2 separate regions of the Zea mays genome follow, and region 2 is linked to region 1. A link is a contact called in public Hi-C data. All regions are on one chromosome and are shown on one strand. Each heading gives the region's core, a stretch centred on a gene start, on an enhancer-like site or on the middle of the called end of the contact. The rest is flanking DNA. Distances are from core to core; before and after follow the strand shown.

Region 1 (2,878 bases), core at 95-2,594:
TCTCAACCCCTCTCTCGCGCGTATAACCTCCTCTACCACTGCATACACTACTATATTATAACGAATTCTGCCTATATTACGTTTTCATTACGCATGTATTATAACAAACCGAGAGTAATTTGATTATTTGAGGCACTAAACAAATTCAATTGAAAATGTTGCCAACTATAAAGTTGCATAACTTTTCAATACCTACAAATTCTATTTTGATAGTTTCTACATCCGAGGCCGTTTACAAAATTTTAATTTCAAATTTGAAAACTTCACACAATTTTTTCTAAGATAAAATGATTTCAAATAATAAATATCAATTACAAAGTTTCATTACATTTCAAGACCAACAACTATTATTTTGGTGGTTTTTCCATCTGAGGTAGTTTGAAAAAATCGAATTTTAAAATCGAAACATAGTTTTGCATGACATGATAATTTCAAACCAAAACATTGTCAACTACAAAGTTTCATAACTTTTCAAGACCTACAACTTTCATGTTGGTGGTTTTTCCATTCGACGTCATTTTCAAAATTCAAATTTATTTTTTAAAATTCAGAAGTAGTTTTCGTTGACAAGATAACTTCAAACGAAAAAGTTGCCGACTACAAAATTCTATAACTTCTCAAGATCTACAAAGTTTATTTTGGCTGTTTGGTCATTTGTTCATCTCACATGACAGTTCTAACATTATTCAGAAATCTTATACATTTCTCTTGTAGTTTCATAAACTACAAGAGAGATATAGGTTTTATGAACAAATTTACTTTTATTTTGTCATATGAAGAAATTATCAAAATATAAATTGTACATCTTGATGAGTCATACAAATTGTAGTTGAAAACCTTTTCATTTGAATTAATTTAACGCTTTAAAATGTGATTTTTAAAATGTCTTTGTCTAGTTGTTCTTTGCCGAGTGTCAAAAATAAAACACTCGGCAAAGAGTTTATTTACCGAGTGCTCGAAAAAAAACACTCGGCAAAATATTTGGTACTCGACAAAAAACCGAATTCTGGTAGTGACTTAAATCACTTCCGGGATTCCCGTAGAAAGTCTAAGTTTTCAAACTAGTCATTAAAAAATAAAAACAAGAACAATATTCTATTTGCATCACCCGTTGTGCTAATACAAGCACGCAAGCCTAGAAAATCTTTTGGTAGCTTCGTGAAATGTTTGGGAGTCAGTGAAATAGAAGAGATTGAAGAGGCTAAAATCTCTTTGTTAAGGCTAATTTGAGAACTATATTTTTTCTCAAGGTTTTTATTTTCCTAAAAATAGTGAAAATTGAAAATGTCATGGAAAAATAAAGTTACTAAACTAGCCCTTGTTTAATTTTAAATAACGATGAGATTTGAAGCCCTCCGACATCTTTCATTCCTCTCGCTGTCAAACAAGGCTTTAGAACCCTACACAGCGGTTGCTCTAATTATCAGCGGGAAGGGTTACTGCATATAATTTGGTTTGTACTAGAGGAGGACCAATCAAGTCAGTCGGCAGACAACATATAAGGTAGACGTTCGTTATTGTACCGCCTGTGCGGAAACTAACAGCGTTCATGAATCATGACGAAGACGAACACCATGAGAAGCCACGACCTCCATGGTTACAGCCACCGCCACCTACTCGTACAGTCTTCAATCCTGCTTTTCCTCGGAACTTTTTCCGCCGCACAAGCTGCATCCGACATCCTCAGCAAGGGCAGTAACCTTACCTATGGCGAGACCCTGGTCTCCGCTAACGGGTCGTTCACATTAGGGTTCTTCTCTCGCGGAGTGCCGGCAAGGAGGTACCTGGGAATCTGGTTCACGGTGTCCAACTCCAGCGGCGACGCTGTATGCTGGGTAGCGAACCGTGACCACCCTCTCGGCGACTCTTCCGGCGTGCTGGCGATCAGCGATACGGGAAGCCTTGTCCTGCTCGACGGCTCTGGCCGGGCGGCGTGGTCTTCGAACACGACCGCCGGCGCCGGCGCCGCTTCCCCAACGGTGAAGCTACTCGAGTCCGGCAACCTCGTCCTGCTGGACGGGAACGACGGAGGAGTCGACGACTACGGCGTCGTGAAGCTGTGGCAGTCGTTCGACCACCCGACGAACACCTTGCTCCCTGGCGCCAAGATCGGCATCAACCTGTGGAGCGGCGGCGGGTGGTCACTCACGTCGTGGCGTGATGCCGACGACCCCTCGCCGGGGGAATTCCGGTACACGATGGTCAGGCGAGGGTTGCTGCCCGAGATCGTGACGCTGGACTCGAGCGACGCCATCAAGTACCGCACGGGAGTGTGGAACGGGCGGTGGTTCAGCGGCATCCCGGAGATGAACTCGTTCTCGAACATGTTCGTCTTCCAGGTGACGGTAAGCCCGAGCGAGGTCAGCTACAGCTACGCCGCCAAGGCCGGCGCGCCGCCATCCCTGTCCCGCGTCCTCCTCAACTACACGGCTGACGCCGTGCGCGTCGTGTGGTGGCTGGACAAGCGAGGGTGGGACAACTTCTTCACGGGGCCGCGAGATGACTGCGACCACTACAACAGGTGCGGGCATTCTGGCGTGTGCAATCATACTGCAGCGTCGACGACGTGGCCGTGCAGCTGTGTCCAGGGCTTCGTCCCCGTCTCGTCGTCGGACTGGGACGGGAGAGACTCATCTGGCGGGTGCCGGCGGAACGTGTCGCTGGACTGCGGCGACAATGGCACCACGGACGGGTTTGTCCGTTTGCCGGGAGTGAAGCTGCCCGACACGCTCAACTCGTCGCTGGACACGAGCATCACGCTGGACGAGTGCAGGGCGAGGTGCCTTGCCAACTGCTCCTGCGTGGCGTATGCCGCGGCAGATGTGCAAGGCGGAGGCGATGATGTTGGCACTGGATGCATCATGTGGCCTGAAAACCT
Region 2 (2,792 bases), core at 7-2,506, 310 kb after region 1:
CTTCCTGCGAAGTGGCGCGCGCACTAGCTAGCTAGCGAGGTGCACGTACGGTGCACCTAGCTATAGCGCACACAGCTCCATCACCGCGGGCGCGCCGCCGGCCGTGCGTACGTGTACGTGTTCCGCACAGGTACCTAGCAGAGCACCACCCACCGCAAACCGCAACCGCAGCCAGCAGGCCAGGCCTGGATTGTTCTCCCGCGCGCACGCACCGCGCGTCGAGTCGGATCGGATATCCGGATGAGTCGTCGTTGCGTCGATCCATGTGCCCTCGGCGGCACGGCACGGCACGGAACGGCGCGGCGGACGTGTGGCCGTCCACGGCGACGACTCCACCACCTCCACCAACAACAACAAGTTTTAACTTTTTTTTCGTGACCGCACCGTGGGTTGATTCTGAGTACGACCGCCGGCGCCGATTAAATTGTATGTTTGTGTGTGTGTGTAGAAGTACACTATATGTGAGTGAGTGGCTGAGATGATGACAGGCGTGGAGAGAAATTACAGCCCAAGTGATTATGATAACACTTTGTTTCTTCTGCTCGATCCGTCGGTATATCGAGAGAGAGGTAGTAATTGATTTTACGTACGGGAAACGGTCGTCGTCCCAATCCATCCAGAGGTGCGTGCTATTTAGTACTAGTATAATATAATCCACGACCAGCTAGCTACCCCACTGCGGACTGCGGTGCTACTAGCCCAATCAATCCCGTGAGGCCGTGACGAAAGGTCGTCGTCCCCCAGGTTCTCGTTCTCTCTCTGTCACTCACGACGAGTCATGACAAGAAGAAGAATTGTTTTCATGTGAACCTTATTCATTATTCTATTAGTGCAACTAGCAGCTCGTCGCTGTGTCTCCCTGATTATTACAATCAATCAGGATATTCGATTCAGGCGTGTGCGTGTGTACGTATTCTGCGTGCTCAGCAAATGAGTACGGGTTTGACCCAGCGACGATTAATCTCTCTCTCTCTCGCTGGATCTGAATGGTCAAAGCTTTGTCGAGACGTGGCAGCGACGTACGGGACAGAGCGTGAGATAGGATCATAGGAGCAACGCTATGCAATGAGTGAGAAGCGCAGAGACGAGAGAGAGAGCACAGCACGGTGTCCCTGTCCCGGCCGGCTTTTAATTAGCTCGGCCTCCTACCACACGCACACGGCCTGCCGGATGGAGAGTGGAGTGGTGCGTGTGTGGTGTGGAACCAAGGCCACCAGGGACGCGAGTGGGCGGCCGCCTTTTTCCAGGCACGCGTGCCAGGACCCGGCCGCCCCCGTCCCCCAGCCTTTTGACGTGACGCCCCCTAGCCGCTACTAGTACTAGCTCTTCTCGTCCGCCGTCGCTCTCCGTCCTTTTTTTTTTCGTCGTCGTCGTCGTCGTCTCCGCGCCCTGCTGCTCATAAGCATGACGTCAACGGGTCTTCTCCCCTTGCCGTACGTCTTGCCGTTGCCGAGCGAGCTTCCTCCGTCTCTTCGCGCCGCCGCCGCCGCAGTAGTAGTCGAGGGTCACGGGTCGCACCGCCTAGTCGTACCGCGTACGTAGGCCGGCCGCCGTCTCGGTCTCGCGATCCACAGCAGATCGATCATCTCTTGCCAGGTACGTACGCTGCCGTCGCCAGCCGCCCAGGCCAGCCAATGCGAAGGGAACGGTTATGTGCCGACCGAAAGGTAACAGCAGCAAACCCGCGATCGACACGACACGTACGACACAAAACCGGCAACAGCTTCTGCTACCCGCTGCGACGGTACGTACTTTGCTCGCGTACACTACATACAGTTACGTTGTATTTTCGTCGAATTATCGTCCGTACGGTACATGCAGGCAGCTGCTGGAAGGCGAAAGAAAACGAGAGGAATACCGAATACACAATACGCAGTGGGGCTGCTCGCGATTACATTACATACAGGTAGACGGAGGAAAAACATCCAAAAGAAAAAGAAAAGGGCACATCGAATCGTAACAGCCATGCCAAAATCACGGGGGTGCCGGCCTAACGCGATTTTCCGGCACTCCTCTCACCGGCGGTACGGTTCTTCCATCACATCAACTTTACCGATAAAATAGACTAAAAATAAAATATTGCTGCATATATATATATATATATATTATTCTACGTACCTATTTTATCATTTAAATAAAAACATCTCTGTTTCGGGTAAAACGTTCGCTAGCTAGCTGGCCGATAATAACGTTACGCCGAAAGCCTCCGGCCTTTCTTTTCTGGATTATTATTAAATCCATCTCCCCGTACGTGTATACGCACGCATGCTCCCCCTCCCTCCGGCCTGCCCTGCCCTACCCTCCCGCGCGCCGAGTCATTGGCAATTTTGCCATTATCATTTGTGGGCTTCGCCAGTATGCCATCGGACCCATAAATCATAGACACAGACGGTCCCACCAGTCATAGACACGGGATGACATAATAACAGGCAGCCAAATTTGAGAGTGGCAAAACAGCAAATTTCTCCCCGCCGCGCCACGCACGCTCAAATTAATACAGAATGATTAGTTTAGCTGCAAGAAGCCAAACATCGATCATGCTACAGTGACAGGTTTGCTATAAAATACGATTTGGTCTGTGTGCGGCGCATGCATGGGCACCTAATTAATAGTTAATAAGGTAATTTCGTCGCGTGTCACGATCTCGCGATGCCGACTTCGTCATCTTCCTGTGGCCGGAAATTCTTAACAGTAGAATAAGGTATTCTTCGTTTGTGTCGGATTATACTCAAAATCGTTTCATTTAATCAAAGTTTATATAAATTAGAGAAACAATCCAGATAGGAATCGTT

The links. A called contact is a pair of places that touch in the nucleus more often than the background predicts.
Region 2: a Hi-C map of seedling shows a contact between it and region 1, with 6 times the contacts expected there. The contact joins the enhancer-like site here to the promoter of LOC103645896 in region 1. A contact is called at or near these places in 2 of 25 Hi-C or Micro-C datasets (leaf and seedling).

What each region holds. Positions count from the first base shown.
Region 1 is chr2:8,094,997-8,097,874 of Zm-B73-REFERENCE-NAM-5.0, forward strand. LOC103645896 (S-locus-specific glycoprotein BS29-2) reads left to right here and starts at 1,345. Exons shown (of 6, transcript XM_008670619.4): 1 at 1,345-2,878. The coding sequence starts at 1,557.
Region 2 is chr2:8,400,170-8,402,961 of Zm-B73-REFERENCE-NAM-5.0, forward strand. No RefSeq gene overlaps it. Among protein-coding and RNA genes, the nearest start is that of LOC100383774, 5.9 kb to the right of the region's middle. Within about 2 kb of position 1,257, at least 19 of the 20 cell types and tissues checked have an H3K27ac peak or open chromatin away from gene starts, as enhancers often do. A contact at or near this core is called in leaf and seedling, where this site is marked.